Regions from separate parts of the Sus scrofa genome. Here regions 1, 3 and 4 are each linked to region 2. A link is a contact called in public HiChIP or PLAC-seq data. All regions are on one chromosome and are shown on one strand. The core of a region is the stretch at or near the end of the contact, and the rest is flanking DNA. Distances in the headings are between cores, read along the strand shown. Region 1 overlaps METTL8 (methyltransferase-like protein 8). Region 2 has its middle 19 kb from the start of TLK1. Region 3 overlaps METTL8 (methyltransferase-like protein 8). Region 4 overlaps METTL8 (methyltransferase-like protein 8).

Evidence for each region. HiChIP or PLAC-seq counts read pairs in DNA pulled down with a chosen protein or histone mark.
Region 1: a contact with region 2 is called in an H3K27ac HiChIP or PLAC-seq map of alveolar macrophages. The contact joins two enhancer-like sites. A contact is called at or near these places in 2 of 47 Hi-C or Micro-C datasets (epiblast stem cells and fetal skeletal muscle) and 1 of 2 datasets of contacts at active chromatin or transcription factors (alveolar macrophages).
Region 3: an H3K27ac HiChIP or PLAC-seq map of alveolar macrophages shows a contact between it and region 2. The contact joins two enhancer-like sites. A contact is called at or near these places in 3 of 5 promoter capture datasets (fetal liver, fetal skeletal muscle and liver), 9 of 47 Hi-C or Micro-C datasets (alveolar macrophages, blood, embryonic fibroblasts and 4 more) and 1 of 2 datasets of contacts at active chromatin or transcription factors (alveolar macrophages).
Region 4: an H3K27ac HiChIP or PLAC-seq map of alveolar macrophages shows a contact between it and region 2. The contact joins two enhancer-like sites. A contact is called at or near these places in 1 of 47 Hi-C or Micro-C datasets (embryonic fibroblasts) and 1 of 2 datasets of contacts at active chromatin or transcription factors (alveolar macrophages).

Annotation. Positions count from the first base shown.
Region 1 is chr15:77,486,056-77,493,069 of Sscrofa11.1, forward strand. It overlaps METTL8 (methyltransferase-like protein 8), which reads right to left. Exons shown (of 12, transcript XM_001925591.5): 6 at 6,093-6,460; 7 at 4,448-4,497. Among named protein-coding and RNA genes, the nearest start is that of METTL8, 75 kb to the right of the region's middle. Within about 2 kb of position 1,701, at least 4 of the 83 cell types and tissues checked have an H3K27ac peak or open chromatin away from gene starts, as enhancers often do. A contact at or near this core is called in alveolar macrophages, where this site is marked.
Region 2 is chr15:77,344,982-77,351,569 of Sscrofa11.1, forward strand. No RefSeq gene overlaps it. Among named protein-coding and RNA genes, the nearest start is that of TLK1, 19 kb to the left of the region's middle. Within about 2 kb of position 2,615, at least 11 of the 83 cell types and tissues checked have an H3K27ac peak or open chromatin away from gene starts, as enhancers often do. A contact at or near this core is called in alveolar macrophages, where this site is marked.
Region 3 is chr15:77,551,954-77,558,311 of Sscrofa11.1, forward strand. All of the region lies in intron 1 of METTL8 (methyltransferase-like protein 8), which reads right to left. Among named protein-coding and RNA genes, the nearest start is that of METTL8, 9.4 kb to the right of the region's middle. Within about 2 kb of position 4,823, at least 2 of the 83 cell types and tissues checked have an H3K27ac peak or open chromatin away from gene starts, as enhancers often do. A contact at or near this core is called in alveolar macrophages, where this site is marked.
Region 4 is chr15:77,533,916-77,540,335 of Sscrofa11.1, forward strand. All of the region lies in intron 1 of METTL8 (methyltransferase-like protein 8), which reads right to left. Among named protein-coding and RNA genes, the nearest start is that of METTL8, 27 kb to the right of the region's middle. Within about 2 kb of position 4,871, at least 15 of the 83 cell types and tissues checked have an H3K27ac peak or open chromatin away from gene starts, as enhancers often do. A contact at or near this core is called in alveolar macrophages, where this site is marked.

The DNA of each region.
Region 1 (7,014 bases), core at 451-2,950, 140 kb after region 2:
ATTACTCAAGGGTCAACTGTGTTCTGAATTTTGTGGGTGAGTAGCCTTCTTGATCATATCTTGTATGCTATTATCAAAGAATCCTTGCATCATCTTGCTTAGCAGTGTATATGAATCACAGAAAGAGATCAGTGTGTCCTTAAAACAGTAATTAAAAGTACGGTCCTGGCTCTTATGGGTTTTACAGCCTAGCTGGGGACATATAAATGTCTACAGAAGTATGGATAGGGCAAGCATCCTGAGGTGAAAGTCTTAAGAATTTTGACGGAGGGGGATGGCACTGCTAGCTAAGCGGGGAAAAGGGGAAAGGGTTTTTTAGAGGTGGGAGTCACATGCCAGGGATGGGAAGCATTGTGGATCCCAAGAGCCCAGAATGTTGTAGGAGAAAAAGATGGGCTTTGAAGCACATGATTAGAACTTCTAATTTGATTCAGGAGGCATTTCAGTGACGAGACTTCTAAATAAATATGGAATACAAGCACAAGCATGCATGTAGCAGAATCGCACCCCGACTCACATTACACTCCTAAACACTACTCATTGATGAATACTACATTCGTGTATAACTCATTTATTCCATGGCTCTAGGGATTTGCATTATGATCTGTGCAAATAAATTAACATTTGAGGAATAGGATTTGGCCATGAAAAGTTAACCAGTAATGAATCAAAGTTAAAACTTGTGCTGCTTGTCTTTTCTCAACCACCCCATATAAAAATAGTGCTTTATTGCAGCATATGTCCTTATTGTTTCCTATGAAATTCACACATTTGTGACTCACAATTTGTTGGGTGGTCACACATGTTTGAAATGTCCTCAATATGCATGTAGTATTATGTGGTATGATGGCTGAAGGCAAGGGCTCTGAAATCAGACTGCTTAAGGTTGAATCCTGACCCTACTACTTAGTTGGGTGACCATGGAATAGTTACCTAATTTCTCTGTAATTGGTTTCTTCATCTTTATTTTTTTTTTAATTTTTAATTTTAATTTAATTTAATTTTATTTTTGCTTTTTAGGGGCCATTAACTGCGGCATATGGAAGTTCCCAGGCTAGGGGTCAAATTGGAGCTGCAGCTGCTGGCTGACACCACAGCTACAGCAACACCAGATCTGAGCCGCATCTGTGACCTACACCACAGCCCATGGCAATGCTGGATCCTTAACCCACTGAGTGAGGCCAGAGATCCAACCCTCTACTTCATGAATACTAGCTGGGTTTGTAACTTGCTGAGCCACAATGGGAACTCCCGGTTTCTTCATATTTAAAACAGAGATAAATATGGCATCTAAGGCGGTTGTGAGGATTGAATGGACTCATAAGGTAAAGTTTCCAGAAAGGTGCCTGACTCAGAGTAAGCACCTGATAAATGTTAGTCATTCTTATTATCGTCGTCATCACTATTAATGTCATCATCATTGAATGATCTGCCTTTGCCTTCCAGGAGAGCAGATCATCCAATGAACTTAAAAACTGAAGAACTTAACATGGGTCTGTAAAAACTTCCATAGAGCTCAAAATACCTTTTTGGGACACTGGCACATGTAGCTCATTATGAAAGGTATGCAGTCTACCTTCAGGCAGTGGTTACTGAACACCCACAAAATATAGAATAGTCTAGTAGCTAAAGGAAAGCATGTGCCATCTGCCATGTGTCCTACCCAGACAGCAGCATGACCTCTGAGGCGGAATTGCCATTGCATCAGCAACCCAAGTTGAAGTCTTGTGACCACCCAATGACTTTCCAGAGATCTTCTGTAAAATCAGCTGACTGCCTTGGCCCTTTTCCCAGCAAACAGGTGTAAATATCACTGCCACCACCACACCACCAAGCACTATCTTGGCAGGGGGCTTAAGAATTAAATGATCCTTGGAGAATGATAAAACCAATCAATTTCAGAGGTCTAATTACGGTAAAATATTCTGAAAATGTAACACATTACTCCTATACGCTCTAAAAGTAATAAAACATAATTTCTTTGGTAGGGAAAAAAAGTCTAATACTCCCTTTGGAAGGCTAATCACTGGTTTCTTTTTAAAAGTGAATTAATTATCTCAGGTTTTTGAGCTACACGACTTCTAAAATATGGATATGAGGCAAAAAAGACACAGCCACAAAAAAAAGTCAGGGGGTGAGGAAGGAGGAGCTTGAATTATTAGTTGGAGAGAGAAGTAGGAAGCAAAAAATACAAATGACAAGTGGGAAATCAGAGATACTAATCAGTCAGTATATACTGAGCTCTATCTAACTATATTGTACTGTTAGGCTACCTGGAAAATCAGATTAGAGTAAAATACACTCTCTTCCTCAAGGAATATATAAACAGTGGTTGGAGAGAAAAGACATAAAAGAAATGACATGCTAAATATAGCCTGAGTTGAGTCATAAAGTAAACACATAATCAACTGTCAATGTAGTAGATTTGTGTGTATTACAAGTTCAGAGGTCACTGGGGTGAAGGGATGTGGCTATGTGGTGTAAAAGAACAGGAAATTTGGCCCAGAAATTGGAAAAGGAAAAACAAAGAAAATAAATCCTGAAAGAGAAAGGCCATTCAGAACTGCAGACTGGCCAGCATCACTTCTGGCTAACCACTTTAACTGGTAATTTGATGATATTAGGGAATTCTTTTTTTTTTTTTTTGTCTTTTTGCCATTTCTTGGGCCTCTCCCATGGCACATGGAGGTTCCCAGGCTAGGCGTCGAATCGGAGCTGTAGCCGCCAGCCTATGCCAGAGCCACAGCAACGCGGGATCCGAGCTGTGCAACCTACACCACAGCTCCCAGCAACGCCGGATCCTTAACCCACTGAGCAAGGCCAGGAACCTGCAACCTCATGGTTCCTGGTCGTATTCGTTAACCACTGAGCCATGATGGGAACTCCTAGGGAATTATTAATATTTATATTATATTAGGTTTATAAGAGTAATGAAGAATATCCTAATTTTTGGAGATTCATCATAAGTATTTAAAAATGAAGTATCATGTTGGCTTTAATGTTAATAACTGCTGCATCAAGGTGGTGGGTATATGAGAATCCATTGAATGCTTTTACATTTTCACAATGTACATTTTTTTCTGAATGCTTTTACATTTTCACAATGTACATTTTTTTAATAAGGAAATCTTTTTTTTTTGGCCAGGCCTGTGTCATATGGAAGTTCTTGGGCCAGGGATGGAAACCACACCACAGCAGCAACCCAAACTGCTGCAGTGACAATGCTAGATACTTAACCTGCTGCATCACAAGAGAACTCCATCCCATCATGGCTCAGTGGTTAACGAATCCAACTAGGAACCATGAGGTTGTGGGTTCGATCCCTGGCCTTGCTCAGTGGGTTAAGGATCCGGTGTTGCCTTGAGCTGTGGTTGGGCTGCAGATGCAGCTCAGATCCTGCGTTACTGTGGCTGTGGTGTAGGCTGGCAGCTACAGCTCTGATTTGACCCCTAGCCTGGGAACCTCCATGTGCTGCGGGAGTGGCCCTAGAAATGGCAAAAAGACAAAAACAAAACAAAACAAAACAAAAAAAAAGAGGACTCCAAAAAGGCATTCTTAAATTTAAAAATATGCGTAGTGAAAAGACTGAAAGAAACAATAATAAAAATTCTGTCAAGAGCTATGCTATGATGTGGGAAGAATGGGTTAGGCCCTCCTGCCCCCGATCTTTCACCTAATGGACATGTTCTATGATGTGCTTATGTTTATTTTGTCATGGAAAAATAATGGGAAAGCTACTGTGTAAACTTAAAAAAAAAAGAATAGGTCCTGACAGACCAGCCATAGGTCAAATGTGCTGAAGTTTATTGAGGTGTGTCTTCCTTGTTACCTAGTAAAATGCATAGGTGAGGTGGTGAACAGGAAGGGCAGGTCAGGAGAACATCTCTGTTCCTATCAGCCACTTCTGCATTTTTGAATCTTAGGATTAAGTGCTATAATTCCAAACAATTTCAAGTCTACAGTCATTTGACGCAGGAAGTTTTTATACCAGGTGTGACTCCAAAAGTCATGTCAAATAAAATGAGTATAAAGTGAGTATAATGCTTACCCCAAATAAAGCGTAAACTCTAAACTCAATTCTCTATGTGTAAGACGATACCTAAGTATCCTGGAGGAGCAAATAAATCTCTGAAGTTCAGCAATTCCCAGCTTAGCAGAAGGATCAAATCTCTTGGTCTTTTCTTATTCCCTTATCCACACAAACATAAGCTGAAAAAATGACTTTAACTCATGGTGGACAAGCCATGCCTGTAAAACATTATTTTCAGAGTAATTCCCAGTTCACATGAAATTAGACCCTAAGACTTCTATTGAAATTTACTTTAGTCATTGTTTACATGGGAATAAGAGCACTACAGGCATATACAGGACAACATTTTCCCAGAATTTCTCCACATCCCATATATATATGTAAAATCTTGTAGGAAAAAACTCTAGTAAAACTCACTGCAGAGTGTTCAGAATTGGAAAAACACTATTCCCAGCACCACAGCCAACCTAAAATCAAAAAATAAACAAATATGAAAAAAAGTTAAATTTTCTTCACCCATGTCAGATTTTTAATTAAAAAAACCCTAAAAGATATTTACTGGCTCTCTGGGTATAGTTTTCAAAATTCAAAAGCAATGGAATAAATCACAAGAATAATACGTACTGAGAAATTATTTGACTATGGAAATATTTAAAATTTTTATACATCCAAACCCCAAAATAAACCAAATTAAAAGGTGACCAACACACTGAAAAAAAATCTGCATTAAATATGATTCAAAGAGCTCATTTAAAAAAAAAACTGATAAAGGAAATAAACAGAAGACAAAAGAAATGTAAATGGCTTCTAAACATATGAAGAACTATGTGACCTATTCAACAATCAGAGAAATGCAAATTGAAACAAGGTATAATTCTTGTCTAACAAAGCAGAAAGCACTAAAATAAGACTATTCCAATCAATGAGGGTATGATGAAAAAGACCTACATTTGCTATGAATGGGTATCAGTACAATTTCTTACAAAGCAGTTTGGCAATATATTTTAACAGCATTAAAAGTTTTAATAAATTATGAACTAGTAAATTGAACCCAAATAATAAAGGAAAATGCAGAAAAGTCTATACTCAAAGACATTTGCTGTAGAAAACCTGAAAACAATTCGAATGCCCAGTCAAGTAAAAACAGATAAGAAGAATTACAGTACTCCACACAGTAAAGTATTTTGCAGCCATGAAAATGTTTATAGAGAATTTTTAAAGATAGAAAGAAAATTGCTTATAATATTAAAAAGAAACAAAGCAAAACCCCAAAATGCAGGTACAGCACAGCTCAACTATGTAAAACAGTATAAATAAAAGGAGAAAAAGTCAGTTACATATTAACAATAGTTAAATCCTTGTTTATAGGATCGTAGACAATTTTATTATTTCTCTTCCCTACTCTTTTAACAAATTCTCTGTGATCAATATACACTACCTTTATGATCAGAAGGAAAAGCTTTTTTTTTTTTTTTTTTGTCTCTTTGCCATTTCTTGGGCTGCTCTCGCAGCGTGTGGAGGTTCCCAGGCTAGGGGTCGAATCGGAGTTGTAGCCACCGGCCTACGCCACAGCCACAGCAACGCGGGATACGAGCTGTGCCTGCAACCTACACCACAGCTCACGGCAATGCCAGATCCTTAACCCACTGAACAAGGCCAGGGATCGAACCTGCAACCTCATGGTTCCTAGTCGGATTCGTTAACCACTGCGCCACGACGGGAACTCCAGCTTTGTTTTTTTAAAAAAGAAAATCCAGGTCTACATAGCAAATCATATACCTCACTTATTTCTATCTCACCTAAGAAGTAAGAGTTAGAAATTAAAGGCAAAACTTTATTGGTATTTAAAACTGCCTTTAAGTTAGAAATTAAAAGACAAGTTAGAAAAAAATTTACAACTACAAATCAAAACCTAAGATATAAATCCCCTAAATAATTTTTATGTACAAAAGTACATGAACACTTAGTTAGACTTGATCATTTTCCCCCTAAAAAAAATGGATTGTTAATGAAGTAATATGGAATGTTACATTAAAAAAATTTTGCCCCTGTGGTACAGTACCTCTAGGATTCTGAAAGTGGCATTGCTACCAGGAAACAATTCAGTCTTCGAAGGTCCTTTTCTGTCTTCTTTAGAATCGAGGTTGGAAAAATCAGATCCTGCTTTGCTTTGACCATCAGATAAGCCAGAAATTTTTTTATAATTTTTTTCTTCAGGCACAGTAGTGCAGTACATTCTTGAGAAACAATTTGGAGCATTCATTTTTACATGATCCTGTGGTAATTCTTTCGTCTTCTCTTCAGTATTTTGATTGATTGGAAGAATTTCAGGAAATTCCCTCAATAGCCAATTACGATCTTTGAAAAACTTATTCTTATGAATCTTGTAAAATGTGTCCCAATATTTACTAGCTTCATTTTCATACTTAACTAAAATAAAGGGAAAAAAAGATTTATTTTACTATAAATTATATTTACTGCTAGTAACTGTATTTTTTTTCTGGCTGCGCCCACAGCATACGTAAGCTTTTGGGCCAGGGATCAAACCTGTGTCACAGCAATAACCAGAGCCACTGCAGTGACAACAATGGATCTTGAACCCACTTCCTAATGGATACAAGCTGGGTTCATTACTGCTAAGCCACAAAGGAACTCCTACTAGTTACTATTTTAATAACTAAATACATTTAATAATTAAATATATTACATATACTGTTTATCATATAAAACAATTATATTTACTACTATTCATAATTTTTATCTTATTTAACCTCCTAAAGATTAAAACTACAGAGTATTAAAAAAAAACTAGAGTACTAATCCTTTTTTTTTTCTTTTTTTTGTCTTTTTGCCTTTTCTTGAGCAGCTCCTGCAGCACATGGAGGTTCCCAGGCTAGGGGTCGAATTGAAGCTGTAGCCGCCAGCCTACACCAGAGCTACAGCAATGCGGGATCCAAGCCATGTTTGTGACCCACACCACAGCT
Region 2 (6,588 bases), core at 1,365-3,864:
TCCTAGTTCTCAGGCCTGGCTACACATTAAAATCACCTGAGAAGCTTATAGAACGAAATGCCAAATCCATGTCCATTTTTAAAATCAGAACCTCTGGGGGAAGAGGCAAGATTTCATAGGTTTAAAGCACCCTAAGTGATTCTAGGGGGACCAGTGTTGAGATTCATACTGAGTGGGTTTAATAACATCGCTATGCGGATTACTTGAAAATATATGTCCCCAGCCCCGACCTCTCTTTGAGCTTCAACTTCATATATCCATCTGGTCCTTAAGAACGACTCTTGGCCTGGCTAATAACTACCACATCCCAAACTAAACTCTTGATTTTTGCCCCCAAACCTATACTAATGTGGTCTTCCCATCTCTGCAAATAAATGGTCCCATCATTTAGTAGTTGCTTCCACCAAAATCCTAGGAATCACCTTTGAATCTACACTCCTCTCACTTCCCACATCCACATAATTCAGTCCTGATCTGTTGTACACTGAAGGTACTTTCCAAATCTTACCATTTCCCCTCTCTTCCAGGGCTGCCACCCCAGTCAAGTCCATCATCATCTCTTACAGAGCCAAAGCTCTCCCTGCTTCCACTCCTGCATTCCTACCCTCCATTCTTTTTCCCTTGGGACGAGAACTTTCAGGATCTACTCTTAGTAGCCCTCATATATACTATACAGCAGTGTTAAGATCACCACGTTGTGTATTACATCCCCAGTACTTATTTATCTTATAATTTGAAGTTTGTACATTTTGACCCCCTTCATCCAACAACCCCAACCCCCATCAAAATCAGTGTATTATTATTATTATTATTATTATAGTTGCCTTTTAGGGCACACCTGAAGCATGTGGAAATTTCCAGGCTAGGGGTCGAATCAGAGCCACAGAAACGTGGGATCTGAGCCGGGTCTGAGACCTGCACCACAGCTCATGGCAATGCCAGATCTTTAACCCAGTGAGGCTAGGGATTGAACATGAATCCTCGTGGATATTAGTCAGGTTCTTCACCCACTGAGCCACAATGGGAATTCCTAGTTTTAAGGTAAGTCTTTTTTAATACTTACCTTAAGCCAGGTACGGCATGAAGTGTTTACATGCATAATCTAGTTTGATTCTAATAATAAACGCTATGAGACAGGTACTATTATTATCCTCATTTTGCAGATGAGAAAGCTGAGGCATGGAGGGATTAGGGAGCTTGTCCAAAGTCATGCAGGTATTAAGGGAAGAAACCAGAATTGAAACCCAGGTCTGCTTGAAGCCAAACTCCATACTCTCAATGGCTCTGGACACTGCCTTTTATATATTTCCATCCCCAAAGACTATGCTTCTTAATTTCTGGATGGAATGTCATGGAACTTTCAATCATAGACTGGAGCCTAAAGCAAGTGTGCTTTTCAGCTTTTCACCCTTTTCTACTCTCTGGCCATTTTTTTTTTTCTTCCTTGAAGAAGAAATAAGATAAACAGGCTTCGGTGTAGACATTGTGATAACAGGGGTAACAAAAACTTTAGAGCAGGCAAAACAACAGTGGAGGGATAACTCTAAGCTTGGCAATCGAAGTAGCCAAGACATAGTTAAGTATTAGCTGAAATGGATTGAGAATCAGTCAGCCTTATAAGGAAAACTACAGAGAAGCTTAAGCTCTTGCTTCCTAAATAAATACAAATGAAGCTGCTATAATATATATTGCTTTTATTCTTTTTGTTAGACATTTATAGACTTATTAAACAGAAGAAATATAAGTGTGAGTTAGGCTTTGTACCACTTTTCTGGCTTGGGGTATCAATTTAACTTAACAGTATCAAAATAGTCTTAGTATTCAAGTATTATAGCCTTTTACACTGATGACTATTAAATGTTATACATACTTTTTATTGTATTGGATAATTCAGTGTATTTTCAGTGCTGTAAATTTGAATGACTCTTTCCAAGGTTCTGAGGTAGCTTGCACCTGCTCTAGTTACAGCTTTTTATAGCCTCATTTAATGATGGATTTGAAGACTATTCTAATATTTATTGTTACACCAGAATAGGTCTTATACACCCTATAAGAAGGCATGGAGTAGTAATTACCAATTGTATAAAGAAACTGGCAATGCTGCTGTGAAGACAAGCACAGTTGTAGTGGTGTGACCAATTTATTCATTTCCTTAATAACCTTCAGAGTTATAATGAGTCATCCCTGTCTCTTATTCTAAATTATAGGGCACCCTTTTATTCCCAAATCAAATGAGCATACATGATGACATTTTTTTTTCTCTCTCGATTTCATTTCAAAGACCTAATTTTTCATAATAGGCAGTTAAGAGCATCAGAGGGACATGAGCTGGAATCCTGGTTAAGAGAAGGAAAGGTTAGAGAAGGCGTGGATTCCTCCACTGCCCCCAACTTGTCCTGTAGATGTCTTTCAGAGGCTTTGAAACATGGCCAGGCTCTTTGTTGCTGTGAGACTGACATCCAAGCTGCTAGCCCCTTCTATTTCTTTTATGAAGAAGGAAGGAGGAAGAGGAGGAAAGGAGGAAGTTGTTTGGGTTTGACAATTAAGCAGACAGTATTTGCTGTCTACATCTTTTTCATTGTTCACAAATAAGGAATTTTAAAGGAGTCATTAAAGGCGAGTCATCAGAGAAGGCAGGGGAACACATCCGCCTTCCAGGTCCCGCCCAGTGGCCCCGTGTGTTCGTAGGTGGTGTTTGTCAGAAGAATACAGATGCTGAGCCGATGATAAAAGCCTCAGCAAGCTCCTAGCTGTTTTATCAATATTGTATTTTTTCCTCTGGAATCTGGATAATTGAAGTCACAAATCAGCAACATAGTAGTGATGCAAACTAAGGAGACCAATTGTTTTCTCTTGTGATTCCTGGAAACAGGCTGTCTGAGCAGAGAAGATTGCAACATGTTTTAACTTTTGCTTCAGCAGCACACAAGGCTTTTCTACATGGGCTTAAAACTGAATGACTGTTATTTGGACAAAGATTAGAAACCACATTTCAGTCACGTAAATTCTGCGAATGAGTCACTTGACATGTTAGAAGGAGTATACGGGCACAAAAACAATGGTAAGAGGAAATATTTTTCACTTTAATATGAAGTTCAAAGTTAGAGAAGATCTCACTCATGAGATATAAAACTACAGCCCTAATGACAATGTTGAAAAGTTCAGAGATGATTAACTCTGATGATGATGATTGAGGGTTTATTCAAATGGAGGAAAAGATTCATTCTGTAAGAAACCTTGAACACGAGAAAGTTTCTTCTTGGATTATGAACACCAACAACAAAGGTCTGCCATTTGTTCTGCTCTTTCAGCAGAAGATGAACAATTCATGTCTCATTAAGGAAACTAGTAGCCAAAACAAAATATGGTGTTTCTTTTAGGAAATGGAAGCAAAGCATCAAAGTTGGTGGTATAAAATGCTAATAGCACCAAGATCCCCAAATTGTCAGACTCACAAGTGAAGGCAATATTGATTTTTTTCTTGACTTCCAACAGTGTGGATTGTTCCGTGTGCTTAAGCCGTGATGTATACATATAAAGACTGAAGCATTAGTGTGAGCCTTTGAGAAATCCAAAGTAAAAAGCCAGGCCAACGCTTGAACTCAAGTGCTCGGAATGCCTTGTATGTCTCCAGGGCTGCCCTGGTATCAGCGTAGTAACAATTCAGGCAAGAGGCATCAAAGGATGCTAATACCAAAGTGTGGAAGTGGAACAAGGAACATTCCAGGTATTCCTGGAATTCCTTCAGTTCCTGGGATTCCTTAAAATACCTATTAACTACAAAAACGTAGATGATGAGTAATTTTTCAGTTGAGAAATCTGACAGATAACATCTTAAGCAACTGATCAAATTAATGCCACTAGAAATGGAATAATCTGATGCCATAGGCTACACATTGGGATTCAATAAAAAGACTCCAGCTTCACTTCTATGGTGTTCCAGGATGATCTGGGTCAAATCGATAGGCCTGGGTAGACACAGATATTTTTAGAAGTCCCAGTAAAAGACCACAGATAATGAGGGAATCTTAGGGGACATGGGGAGATTGCTGTACGTAAATAAATTGCTCAAAAAAGCCATCAGAACAAAGCAGGTTTGCTTCATTAGAGGAGCCTTGAGAATTGCCTCAGGTTGTTGGGTGGGAGATGGAATTAGGCCTGCATTCATATTCAGAGCAAGGGCAAGAGTTTGAGGACCACCCTTCTGTGGATTTGAATACACACCTTAGGGATATAAAGGAAGAGCTAGTACTCCCAGAAAGGAAGAGGCCATCTTTTTCAACCCCCACTCCCCTTGGAGGATAAAAACTGTAGCCCACCAGATCCTCAGGGCAGAGCTTCCATACCTGCCTGCTTGCATCTCTCACAAGCATCCTATCCTAATAAATCTATTTCTTGCCTATCACCTTGTCTCTCGCTGAATTCCTTCTGCACAGAGACATGAAGAACCTGAACCTCAGTGAGTCCAGACACAGGGAGAGTGATTCTAATTTAAAACCTTGGGTTCAAGTCCCAATCTGGGTTTAGGCTGGATTCCAGTCCCAGCACATGGTTCAAATCCCAATCTGGGTTTAGGCTAGGTTTGAGTCCTGGCACGTGGGTTCAAGTCCCAATCTGTGTTCTGGCTAGGTTAGGTCGTTGATACTGTCAGTTTCAAAATCATAAGGAAACTTCAAATAAACCTAACTTGAGAGACATTCTACAAAATTTTTGGCTTGGAGTCTTCAAAAATGTCAAGGTCATAGAAGTCAAGGAAAGACTAAAGAACTCTTTTGTGGTGAAGGAGACTAGAGAAATGTGACAACTGAATTAGGTACCATAATATGTGTTTTTGTAGCATCACCAAGCAGTTAACTCATTGCTGACACCATCTACCTAAAGATAGCATCAGGGTAAAGGCTAGTCCAATAGACTTCCTCTCCCACTTGAGGTGCCAGTCACAAATCCAAGTTGTGACTCGAGCTTCTGACCAATGGGCTGTAAATCAGAAGCCCCCACAACCCTCTCCTCAGGTTCAATTAATTCACTAGAACAGCTCACAGAACTCAGAGAAACATTTACTTAATATAAAAGGATATAACAGCAAGAGCAAAATGGAAGAGAGGCAGAGGGAAAGGTGTGTGGTAAGGGGTTCAGAGCTTCCCTACTCTCTAAGTGTGCCACTCTCCCATCGCCATGTCTTCACCAACTGAGCTCTGTCCTCTTGACTTGTCTTAGAGGCTTCATTAGGTAATCATGGTTAATTACATTACTGATCATTGGGGACTGATTAAACCTACAGCCCCTGCCCACCTAGAGGTCAGGGGGGTGGGACTGAAATTTCTTACCTTCTATCACGGTCGTTGGTTCCCCTAGCTACCATCTCCCACCCTTCTGGGCTTTCCAACTCACTTTATTAACAAACTCAGGTACTGTTGAAAGGGGTTTATTATGGATATCAAGACATTGTTATGGCTTAGAAAATTCCAAAGGTTTTAGGACCTTTGTGCCAAAAATGGGATTAAGACCAAATACATTTTTCTTACTATAAATCACAATATCACAAACACATAAACCTGGATTGAATCCTTTTGCTATAAAGAATGTTATTGGGACAACTGCCAAATTTGAATAGGGCCTCAGGACAAAGTATGTGGGGATTCTTCGCACAATTCTTGCAAATTTCTCTAAGTTTTTAATTGTTTCAAATAAGTTGTTTCAAAATAAAAAGCAAAAAACAAAACCTGTTTTTCCATTTTTAAAATTATGGATCATAGAGTAGCTATATAGCACAGGGAACTATATGATGGAGGACAATGTGAGAAAAAGAATGTATGTATATGCATAACTGGGTCACTTTACTGTACAGCAGAAATTGATAGAACATTGTAAATCAACTATAATAAATTTAAAAAATCATAGATCATTGGATACATACACAAAAAATTATAATGTCTATGTAAGTTATGACATTTAAAAATAAAAACAAATTCCTATGAATTTACCACTTAACTTGAGACTTAAATTACATATTTATCAATAATGTTAAAGTTTCCTCTCCACTCAAGGAAACATTATCCTGAATATGTTTTATCATTCCTTTGCTTTTCTTTAATGATTTGCCACATATGTAGAAATTCCTAAATAGTATTTTCTAACTAACGATGTTTTAGCTTTCCCCCATCTTTGTTTATTGGTTACTCTGATTTCTTCTTTAAATCGTCTTTTTACCTTTGCCTGTTTTTCTATCTGGTTTGTTTTTTTCCTTATAGGTTTGTAAATACTCTTTATATACTACAGATATTATCTTTGTTTGTTATATATGTGGCAAATATTTTTCCTTAGCCTGATGCATGTTTTTTAACTTTGTAATTGGGGTGCTTTTCATTTTACAGATGATTTGAATATTTATTGGGTCTAGTCTGTTGACAGTTTTATTTATAACCTCTGTATTTCTTATCCTGTCTTTCTTATTTAAAGATATCCTTGTATGGTTTCTTCTAATACTTTGGTAGCTTTGTTGGTTTTTATGTTCAGATCTTTAATCCATAGGTAATTTATTCTTTGTTTATAGTGTGAGGTAAAGATGTAAATTCACATTTTTTTTAC
Region 3 (6,358 bases), core at 3,573-6,072, 210 kb after region 2:
CTGTCTCTCTTCATTTGGTATTTCTGATGTGCTAGAACCTTTTCATTTATAGTACTTGTTAATCATCAGGCAGCAAACACAGATGGCACCAGTCAGGTCTGCCCAGCCTAGCTCCTGGGAAAGCTCGTGCACCCTCTGCTGGTCAGCTCCACAGCAAGACAGGAGGGGCTGTGTCTGCAGGAGACAAATTCCTCAATCAGAGGGATACAATTTTGTGTTCTCTATTTAGCCAATTTCAGGGAAGAGTTTGGAAACCATTTCCTCAAACTGCCACTTGAAATAGACAATTCCAGATTAAAACAATGCCCTCCTTTGTTACACCAAAGAAAAATATCATAAAAACCAAAGTCCTGTGAGGAAACATACCATCAAAAGCATTTTAAATTCAAATGATTTCCATTTACTACATAATAAATAAGTAAAGGTGTGCAGATGACTACAACAAGACGTGGCTATAAAGCGCCGCTAGAATTTTACTCTGGTTGAAAACCTGAGATTATTATAACAAATAATACTTGTATAGGCTTTACAACTTACAAAGAGCTCTCACATTCATTTTCACACTTAATCCTTATAACAATTCTATAAGCCAGGGACGAAGGCAGGGCAAGATTTTCTGTTATCACCATTTTACAGATGGGAGCTAAGGTTCAAAGGAGTTACATGAGTTGCCTTGATTACACAGAGCCCACACTCCAGGCAGGTTTCCAGACTCCAAATTCTACCTGAGATGCTATTCTATAAGGGGTGTTCTGAAGAGTTGGTATATAAACTAGGCAGAGAAGTAAAAGGTCAAAACATATTGCTATAATACATTCATTCCATTTGGTTTCAAATATCATCAAAATTTTAGGTGCTGAATTCTCAGTCTGAGGGTGCGCCCTGTAGGCAGTGTTTTGCCCTAAAAGAACATCAGTTTAATAAGGGAAGTGGATATTTGAATGAGGATCTACTGAAAACCAACAACGTTAACTTCAGAATTTCAATGTGTGGCATGTCTAGCCCCATAAAAAGTAGATCCTGTCAGGTTTTGCAGTTTCTGCATTCACTCAGTTGATACTACTTGCATACAGCAAAAAACTGGGGCTGGGAACCAGCAAGTTCTAGTCCCGCTTTCTCTTTATTCTTTATAACTTTAATGATTTCCACCTTACCAACAAAACATGAATACTGTTTTGTCAGAGTGCCAAGCTAAAAATTAGTATGCTGAAGGAGAAAGAATCAGCGAAATTCAGCTATAATCACAGAGATCCTCAAAACTAAAGAGCAAAGGAGGAGTTCTCGTCGTGGCGCAGTGGAAACGAATCCGACTAGGAACCATGAGGTCGCGTGTTTGACCCCTGGCCTCGCTCAGTGGGTTAAGGATCCGGCGTTGCCGTGAGCTGTGGTGTAGGTCCAAGATGTGGCTCAGATCTGGCATTGCTGTGACTCTGGCGTAGGCCAGTGGCTACAGCTCAGATTGGACCCCTAGCCTGGGAACCTCCATATGCCGAGGGTGCAGCCCTTAAAAAAAAAGATGAAAAGACAAAAAAAAGAAAAGCAGTAAAGATAAACAGATTCAAATAATTATATAGTACTGGCTATATGGCAGGCATTACTCTGAATGCTTTACATATATTAGTTCACTTAGTCCTCCCAAGACCTCATTTAACAGATAAGTAAATTGAGACACATACAGGTTAAGTAATTCTAGTTACTTAGGGTAACAATGTTCACAAAGCTAATAAGTAGTGAAGCTGAGATCTGAAGCCAGGCAGACTGGTTCATCTTCTTTTTTTTTTTTTTTTGTCTTTTTGTCTTTTGTTGTTGTTGTTGTTGTTATTGTTGCTATTTCTTGGGCCGCTCCCGCGGCATATGGAGGTTCCCAGGCTAGGGGTCGAATCGGAGCTGTAGCCACCAGCCTACGCCAGAGCCACAGCAACGCAGGATCCGAGCCGCGTCTGCAACCTACACCACAGCTCACGGCAACGCCAGATCGTTAACCCACTGAGCAAGGGCAGGGACCGAACCCACAACCTCATGGTTCCTAGTCGGATTCGTTAACCACTGCGCCATGACGGGAACTCCTGGTTCATCTTCTTAACCACTAAAGCTACGCTGCCTCTATACAGTGGTATCTACCATATTCCTTTTGCTTTTTTTTTTTTTTGGCCATGCCCATGGTATGTGAAAATTCCCAGGCAGGGATGGAACCTGCACCACAGCAGTGACCTGAGCTGCTGCAGCAACAATGTTGGATTCTTAACCGACTGCACAAGGGAACACCCCTGCTGCATTTTTAAAGTAAACTTTTAGTTCTAGAATGGTTTTAGATTTACAGAAAAGTTGCAGGTAGTACAGAGAACTCCCATAGTCTGACAGTTTCCCCTACTATTAAAATCTTACATTCCATGGTGTACTTGCTACAATTAATAAGTCAATATTAACAAATTATTATAAACTTAAACCCACACTTTATCAGATTTCCTCCCCCCCCCCCAATGTCCTTTTTCTCTTCCAGGATTCTGTCTAGGACACATTATATCTCGTCATTGGGTCTCCTTAGGAGCATGCTTGGCTCTAACAGTTTCTCAAACTTTCTTTGTTTTTGAAGATCTTGACAGTTTCAAGAAGTACTGATCTTTAGATAAGTTATTTATCAATATTTATGAGATGTTCTTCTCATGTTAGACTGGGGTTATGGGTTTTAGGGAGGAAAACCACAGAGGTAAAGTGCCATTCTTACCACATCATATCAAGGGTACATGAGAGACACATGACTTATCACTGTTGATGTTAATCTGATAAACTGGCTGAGGTAGGGACTGACAGGTTTCTCCACTGTAATCTCCCCCGACTCCCACACAGTGTCTACCTCGGCAAGAAGTGACTACACACAGCCAACACTTAAGGAGGGAGGAATTATGTTCCACCTTTTTTTTTTTTGGCTGCACAAGGCATGTGGAAGTTCCTGGGCCAGGGATGAAACCCATGCTGCAGTTGTGACCTACACCACAGCTGCTGCAACGCTGGATCCTTAACCTGCTGCACCACAAGGGAACTGCCTGTTTCACCTTTTAAAATCATTTGGAATTCTTTCGCCCGGGAGATTTGTTTCTTCTCCCTCATTTATTTCATTTCTTTATATCAGTATGGATGCACAGATATTTATTTTAAACTTTGTGCTACAACCTAAAACTACTTAATTTTGTTGTTCAAACTATTCCTGCTTTGGCCATCAAGGGCTCTTTCACTTGGCTCCTATATCCTTTTGCCACCCTCTTATCATTGTATTTTGAGGCACTTCCCTACTTTCTGGCACTACGAGATGTTGCAGGCTCTTGTATATTCCTTGACCCAGTCCTAGAATCAGCCATTTCTCTAAATGTGTTTGTTCCTTTTATTGGAAATGGTCTGGATGCTGGGTGTGCCCCTTGCTACTAGGCTGTTATTGCTTCTAGGCCCTCTCGACCGACAAAGCAAGTAAATATATATGTGTATACTAAACTGTGTATATATACAAATATCTTCATCTGTAAATCTTCTCATATGTATCCATCTAAATCCACAGTAAGCTAAACTAGAGTTTATACTAATGTCGCCAACTCTAATCCATTATCACATGGATCCTTCTAGGCTTCTCCTCTTGTATATAACCTCCTACTCCACCAGTAAAAAACCTGGTTCCCATCGTCCACCATCAGTTATTAATTGTTCAATTCCAGACACATGTGTGATAATTTCAGAATTGTTAACCCATACCCCTCTGGGAAACTTTTATCAACTAGAGTACAGTGCTTATGCATAGTTCTCCTACTGCCTTTAGTTTTACAGTGTCAATTTCAAAGTTACTTAACGTCAGCACTTTTTCCTTGGCCTCTTTCACTGAGGCTACCACATACATTTGTAATAAGGCTAGATTCTTTGGTTATAGCATGCATTCTATCCTGGAATAGAATAGAACTGCCCTTGTTTTTTAAATTTTGTATACATTAAGGTTTACTTTTGTGCTGTAAAAGCTATACAGGTTTTAATAAATGCACAGTGTTAATGCATCCACCATTATATCATACAGAATCATTTTCTCCACCCTAAAAAGAAAAATTCTGTGTGCTACCTAATCAACTCTCTCTCCTCCCCAAATTCTCTACAACTTTATAAATTCATGTGATTCTCAATCCAGTTCTGTTTCCACTTAGCAGATGATTGAATGAGACTCAGAAAGAGTAAATGGCTTGGTCAAGATCTTACTAAGTGATGCTGTTGGTGCTACAACTTGTGCCTTTAGATCCTGCTGTGATGCTCTTTCTTTTTTCTTTTTTTTTTTTTTTTTTGGTAACTCGCTGAATTTATTTATGGCATCTATTTTGAATTCTCTATCAGATCACAATCTTTCATGAGTTTAACTTTTGTTTCTGGAGAATTGTCATTTTCTTTTTGTGATTCTGTGTGACCATAGTTTTTCATGGTGTTTGGTGAGTTATTCTTTGGCCAGTGCATTGGAAGTAGCAAATACTTTTCTTCTTTAGATAAAGCTTCCCCCCCCCCTTTTTTTTTTGGCTTTTTGCTATTTCTTTGGGCGCTCCTGCGGCATATGGAGGTTCCCAGGCTAGGGGTCTAATCGGAGCTGTAGCTTCCAGCCTACACCAGAGCCACAGCAACGCGGGATCCCAGCCGCGTCTGCGACCTACACCACAGCTCACGGCAACGCCGGATCGTTAACCCACTGAGCAAGGGCAGAGACTGAACCCGCAACCTCATGGTTCCTAGTCGGATTCGTTAACCACTGCACCACGACGGGAACTCCCTGTGATGCTCTTTCAATTACACAACTTTACTTCCTTGTTTTCAACAGGAAGGATCATGGTTGTATACAGAGACAAGGATAAGACAGAAATGGTGGTAAGTGATCATATGTTGCATTAATGGAAGCTTTTACACTAAAAATATGAGGAAGTGGAATTCTAGTCTAGTAATTTGGTGAACCTGATACCCCAAAAACTTTCTGCTATAAATTATTCCCAAAAGGCTGGACAAATACATTAGAAAAGTATATCTTGTTAAAAACATCAGTGAACCAGCAAGAAAGAGAAATCCTCAGAGACCAAAAGAACTCAGAGACCAAAGATACAAAGAGCTGAGAGAGCAATGAAGCCACCAGTTGTCCAAATCCCACAGTGGATTAAAAAAAACAAAACACAAAAATGTATTTAAATAAATTCAAGCTTCATTTAACATCAGAAAATATATTTATGTAATTACCACATTATCAGACAAGAAAAAAATTACGTCATCTCAGAAGTTACAAAGTATTTGATAAAATTCAACACCCATTCATGACTGAAAATAAAATGAACAAGGAGTTCCCGTCATGGCTCAGCAGAAACAAATCTGACTAGCATCCATGAAGACGCGATTCAATCCCTGGCCTCTCTCAGTGGGTTAAGGATCCAGCGTTGCCGTGAGCTGTAGTGTAAGTCACAGAAGCGACTCAGATCTGGCGTTGCTTTGGCTATGGCATAGGCCAGAGGCTACAGCTCCAAAGCGACCCCCAAACCCAGGAACCTCCAAGTGCTGCAGGTGCAGCCCTAAAAAGCAAAAAAAAAAAAAAAAAAAAAAAAGAACAAAACTTTTAGCAAATATAAAGTGAAAAAGGAATTCATTAACCTGATGAAAGGTAGCTACCAAAAACCTACAATATCATCCTTAATGGTGAAGTATTAGAAGTATTCCATTTATAAACATAAATAACACAAGGATGTCCACTATCACTGATTCTATTCAACACTGCATGGAGGTCCTGGCCAGTGTAGTAAGAAAAGAAAGAGAAAAAAAGGTAAAAGAATTGACTTTAGTCCTTTTTTTTTTTTTTTTGGGGGGTGGCCCCCGAGGCATATGGAGTTCCCAGGCTAGGGGTCCAATCGGAGCTACAGCTACCCGCCCACGCCACAGCCACAGCAATGCAGGATCCAAGCTGTGTCTGCGATCTGCACCACAGCTCGTGGCAATGCCGGTTCCTTAACCCACTGAGTGAGGCCAGAGATCCAACCGCAACCTCATGGTTACTTGTCGATTTCGTTAACCACTGAGCCAGGACGGGAGCTCCAGAGAGAAGAAAGTAACAAAACCGTCAGTTTCCTGAGGACATAATTATTTATATAGAAAAATCCCCCAAATCTTACAAATGACAACTATTGCTATTAAAGTTTGGTAACATTGCTAACCAAAAGATCAATAAACAAAGACAATTACATGTTTATATACAGCAAAATATACTTAGAAAAATCTAATTTAAAATATTATCATTTACAACACTGACCAAAAATATAATTTACTTAGGGAGTTGTAAAATATGCAATGCATTAAGAAAAAAATTATA
Region 4 (6,420 bases), core at 3,621-6,120, 190 kb after region 2:
GAGAATGGAAAATAAAATTCACAGGAATGGTAGAAGTTCTTCATGAGAACAGACACGTTGAAAGTTTCCAGAAAGCAGTACAGAATGCTAAAGGACAAGATATAGTGGGTAGATAGAGTATGTTAAGATTCCTCACTAGATGTACTGTGCTTTATACTTTAACAGTCAGGTGCTGCTCCCACTGGGATCACCCCTTTTCTCCTCTTGCCTTGAAGAGTCTTCTTGGCCTGGTCTTCTATCTATCCTTGGGTCTTTCATTCAATATGAAACAGATCCCTGATTTCTTTGTGGCCTTGTGATTACACGGAGCTTAATTCCAACATCTTCTCATTGAAAAGATTAGCCATCCTAAAAAATTCACCTCCCCAGCTTCTCTTGCAGTTGGAGGAGACATGTGACCATGTTCTAGAGGACAGAAGTCTGCTAAAGGGCAAAAGTCTTCTTCTATACAGAAGGAAAAGGGGTTGGAGAAGAGCTCACTGGCACCTTCACTCTGCCTCTTTCCTGAACAAAGGAAAGTGATGCTGTGTGCATGGAGGAGGAAAAGGGCCTGCTTCTTGATGGTATCATTGAATAGGTAAACCAATGATGGTTACCACCTTCCTATGAACTTCCTGCTAGATGAGAAAAACAAATCCTTACATAATCTGGCCACTATTAGGTTTGCTGTTATTTTCACTCAAGAGCATTCTAACACAACATCCACTACTAGGAATCCAGGGACAAATCTATTTAGTTCCTGCCCTCAAGAACCTTACCACCAAGTGAAGAAGAATGAGATACAAAGAGCCCTGACATGTTCAGGAAAGCCTCCTGGTGGAGGGAATATCTGTGCTGGGTCCAGAAGATGGGGTGGCAATATTCTAAGGCGATAAGGGTAAAAGCTCAGGCACCTCAGCAAGAGAGATGAGCACAAATAAAGGCAAAAAAGTGTGGAAGCATGATACATTCAGGGAATCAAAAGTAATTTGAAGAAAGACGCTAAGTAACTTTGGAAATGAGTAGAGTCTGTAATACTAAAGGCAAGGAGAATTGTAATAAGCTCTGTACTTAATTGATAGAGGGTTAACAGTTCTGAAACCACTATACAAATATACTGGAGTTGAACAATTAAGAAATAGATGGTAGAACACAGGTTTCTCACCAGGAGTGGAAGGTTACATATATGCGAGGGGAGAAAGCTAGAATAATTCATATGTTAATGCATTAGGACTGGAGTCATCAGTATGAACTCATATTTAGCTTAATATAAATACAGATAGTACATACAGAACTATATGTAGATATGTGTGTATACATGGGTTAGTATACACGTATATCTCTTTATTCTGACAGTTGAGAGGCAAACATACCCCTGTGGCAAGAAGCCATTGGTTTCTAATACCATTCTCTGATAAAAAGGAACCAGGGCTTTTTAAAGAAATGGCTCATGTTAGGATTAGGGCAGGAAATATATAAAATGAGCCTGTGGCATAGTGCCAGAAAGTAAGGAACTGCTCAAACAAATAAACAAATAAAAAGGCCCACGACAATAAGGGTATGTCAAGGGACCCATAAGCAAACTGCAAGAGCTCCCAATGGCCAAAGCTGAAATTCTCTGAACAACAAAATAATCTTGGCTTATAACGCAAAATATAAAATAAATACCCATGTGTTTATATTGATACAAATGACTGATAGGATAAATAAATGGGGAAAAGAGACAAATCTCCCAGGCAGAAGCAATCCAAATAATTTATATAGACACGCCACCCTCAAGGAGGTGGAGCCTAACTCCTCATTCTTTAAGTGTGGGTCATGCTTAGTTACTTCCTTCTAAAGAGTACAGTGCGGGGAGTCCCTGTTGTGGCACAGAGGAAACGAACCCGACTAGTATCCATGAGGACAGGGGTTCGATCCCTAGTCTCACTCAGTGGGTTAAAGTTCCAGCGCTGTGAGCTGTAGTGTAGGTCGCAGATGCGGCTCAGGTCATACGTTGCTGTGTCTGTGGTATAGGCCAGCGGCTATAGCTCTGTGCCCCCTTGCCTGGGAACTTTCATATGCCCCAGGTGCAGCCCCAAAAAGGAAAAAAAAAAAAGAGTACTGTACAGGGTTGTGGGGGAGTAACTGCAGTGGAGAAAGTGCGCACTATTGCAGTCAGGTGATCAAGGTTAACCTCAACAGTGAGTAAGTCCTGTTGACATGTATTCTTTATGTTATGTGATGAGAATATTGCTTTGTTCCTGTATTTTTCCTCCCCAAACTCACCACTCCAGTCTAATCATGAGAAAGACCTCAGACAAACCCCAACCGAGGAACACTCTACAAGGTATCTGAGCAGTACTCCCCCACACTGTCAAGATCATCAAAAAACAAGTTAAATCTGAGAAACTGTCAGAGTCAAGAGGAACCAAAGAGATACAACGACTAAATGTAATGTACCTTGGATGGGTTCCGGAATAGAAAAAAGAAATTAGGTAAAAACAGAAAAAAAAAAAAATCTAAAGAAAGTATTAATGTAAGATGTTGATAATCAGGAAATCCAGTATGGAGTATATGGTAACTATCTATTCTATCTTGATGGAGTATATGGTAACTATCTATTACTATTCTTGAAATTTCTCTGTAAATCTACAACTGTTCTAAAATTAAAAGTTTATTTTTAGAAAGTAATTTAGTATGCTTAGAGCCTATATGTGAGGGACAGATGGAGGTTGGAGTGGAGAGGTGTTTATGAGGTTGGAAAATTAGGGAGGGGCCAGATAGTGAGGAATCTTTATGTATACCACATTAAGCGGTCTGAATATTTTCTTACAGACACTGCTAAACAACTGAAGAGTTCTAAACACGTAAGCCACATGGTCAGATATTTACAAGGATTGTTATGATGGTCTTACCATGCCAACTGCTAGGCCCTACACCAGAGCAGTAAAAATCAAAGCTCTGGGAACAGGATTTTTATAGCTGTTTAAATCTTCATATATGATCCTGGTGTACATCAGTGACTGAGAACCACTTCTATACAGAATTGATTAGATGGGGGCTATACATAGTGACAATCTGTCATCTCCCTTTCTTGCTCTTTCTGTCTCTCTCTCTCTATCCCTCCCCTTCCCCCCAACCCTGCCTGTGCTTTCTCCACACCTATCTTTTCTCTCTCTCTCTCTCTTTTTTTTTTGCTTTTTTTAGGGCCGCACCTGCAGCATATGGAGGTTCCCAGGCAAGGGGTCAAATTGGAGCGACAGCTGCTGGCCTACACCACAGCCACAGCAATGCAGGATCTGAGCTGTGCCTGCGACTTACACCACAGCTCACGGCAACACCAGATCCTTAACCCACTGAGCAAGGCCAGGGATTGAACCCGCAACCTCATGGTTCCTAGTCGGATTCGTTAACCACTGCGCCACGATGGGAACTCCTCTTTTTTTTTCTTTTAATAAATACTTATTTACCTTACTTAAAAAAAAAAATTATCCCAGATCATCACAGCCAAAGGTAGTGGCATAAAAAAATCAAGGAAGGGGAAAAGTCAAAACATTTCAGAAGCTGAATCAACAGATTTTTTGAAATGACTAGCTGTGAAAGCAGGATGAAGCCAAATAGGAGCAAAGATTTCTGACCTGGGTAACTGGGTAGGTGATGACACTATTCAAGACAGAGTTCCAAAAAAGGTGGATAATAGTGGGATGGGGGAAGGGAAGGGGAGAGGGTAAGTTCAGTTTGCACATACATTTTAAGGTTCCCACAATACACTCACATGGATATCCTCAATACGTACTTGGAAATGAGTTCAGGTAATTTGTAGGCATCAGAGACACAGATTTCAGAGGCAAGTCTGGTTTACAGGTGGCGGGTGAAGTCATAATGAATTGATCAAGAAAAAGTGAGACAGAAACAAGTCATGGGACTACAACACTTAGGAGGCAGGCTGAGGAAGAGGAGCCAGTTTATGTGATCAAATATTAAAGAATATTTTAAAAGAAGCTAAAAATAAATAATTGGTTTTGGAAGTACAGATCAGTGATGACCTTTATCAAAGTGATGTGAATCCTGGCTATGCCAGCAGAATGCAGAGTAAGAATAAGCAGGTCAGTGGGGTGGTGGAGCCGTAAATGCAGATGACCCTGAGAGTCAGTGAAGAGGAAAAGAGAAGTTGGGCTGTCTCTTTGGGGATTCCCGAGGTCAAAGAAGAGTATTTGTTAAAATGCAGAGAATACTAATTATCTTTGTAGAATGAGAGAAAACCTAATGATGGAAACAAAATAGACTGAAGATATTAGAAAGAGATGGATAGCTGACAAACAAGTTTCAAGAAGTAGGAGGCACGGAGGAGGACTAAGTACACAGAAAACGTGTTATCCCCGTTAAGTTATCAAGAACAATCTCATCCGCTGATGAGTGACAGCAGGTGTGTTTGGAGTAGAAGGGATGGTTGCTAAGAGAGCCCCTTGTGCTCTTTTTCGTGAAGGGAGAGGCTGCAAGGTAGGGGACTTGAGAAAAGAAGGAATCAGAAAAAAAATGAGAAAGGAAACTAACGACATTTGAATAAAGGAATGTCAACACCATAACTGGCCCATGTGAAGTTGCATCTCAAGTTAGCAATCATTTATTGGCTGCCTCCTGAGCAATGACTCCACACTTCCAGTAGCTCATGGACCTGGGATCTATGAGTCTGCAGGGAGGCCACAGGGGACCTGGCTGAAGCCAGAAACGGACTGTATAACCTATGCTAAACCAGTCAGCACACTCCACACCTGTGGGCATAGTGTCTAGTTCAGAGGTGAGCAGGAGACAAACTCTGGCCAACAGAATGCATCTTAGGTCTAGTGCTAGAGATGTGGAGATAAAGATGATTTCTCACAGCTGTTATACACGAAAGAGGAAGTATGAAGCCCTAGAGCTGTTGAAAGCTGTCTTAGTCACTCAGGCTGCCTTAACAAAACACCACAGACTGGCTGGCTTAAACAATAGACGTTCTGGAAGCTAAAAACCCAAGATCAAGATGGCATCAGGACTTGTTTCTGGTGAGGCCTTTCTTGCTGCCTTCTTGTTGTGTTCTCACATGGCCTTCCATCTTACATTGTTGTGGAGAGAAAGACTGCTGATATCTCCTTCCCTTCTTATAAGGACACAGTTCTAGGAGTTCCCTGGTGGTACAGAGGGTTAAGGTCCTGGCACTGTCACTGCTGTGGCTGTCTGTGGCTCAGGCTACTGCTGCTGCCAGGTTCAATCCTGGCCTGGGAACTTCTGCATTCCATGGGTGTGGTGCGTGTGCACGCAGGCACACACACAGACATACACACACACACACACACAATCAAAACAAAAGGCAAAAATCCCATAAGGACACAGTTCTATCGGATTAGGGTTCCACTCTTATGACCTCATTTAACTTTTATTTACTTCCATAAAGGCCCTATACACAGTCATATGGGGATTTGGGGACTTCAAAGTATGAATTTGGGGGAAGGAGACAATTCAGTCCACTAAAAAAAGCTATCTTAAAGCCATGAGTTGTCTGGCCTAAGGATGATTGGCATGGTACAACTTTAGGACAAAGCCAACTCTGATGAAGGAAAACTGGTAAAATAAAAAGAAATTAGGTCCCACTATTAATTTGTTAGTTTCATTTGAAGCAAGTCACACCTCTGCCTTTTTCAGTTATTGAGTCAATATGTCCCCTTAACTGTTTAAGCCAGTCTTGAGTTTTCTGTTATTTCCAATCAAAAGTAACATAATATAGTAGTTATGTGACTTCCTCTATCACTTGGCAGTCTGGGGGAAAATATTTGGTTTTATCCAGATTAGGCCTGTCCAGGCTTGCTAGTATAGAAAGTAGTGGTGATTTAGGATGCGGAATTAGGGAGACTATAACTGATAACCATAAAGTAAGCCCCAAATGCCTAGAAATTTAAAAATTAAGAGGGGAGAGAAGGAGGATTGGAGGTGGGGGAAGGTTGATGTGTTTGATGTGGCTGAGGTCTGAGTTTAACAGAAACAAGGGGAAAGAAAGACAAATAGAAGGCACTGGTGAGTAATTAGACCTTCTGAGCTTGCTAACCCCTGTCACCAGTAACAAAAGGTCATACTGTAACAAAAAGGAAATTCTGCTTTGAATGAGAGACTTTTACAGGGTGAGAAAACAACAAGGCCAAAAACACTTAGGAAAAAGAAACTTTTTAGCATGGACAAAAAGTTGAAATATGAACTCCCACCCACCACCTCATTTTAATCTTTAGAAGGTTGTTAAAATAAATCACCATTCTTTGCTCTCCAGGAACAATCACCCACTGGATACAAATGAGATCCTATTCCTGTGGTGGCTCAGTGGTTAACGAATCCGACTAGGAACCATGAGGTTGCGGGTTCAATACCTGGCCTTGCTCAGTCGGTTAAGGATCCGGCATTGCCGTGAGCTGTGGTGTAGGTCACAGACGTGGC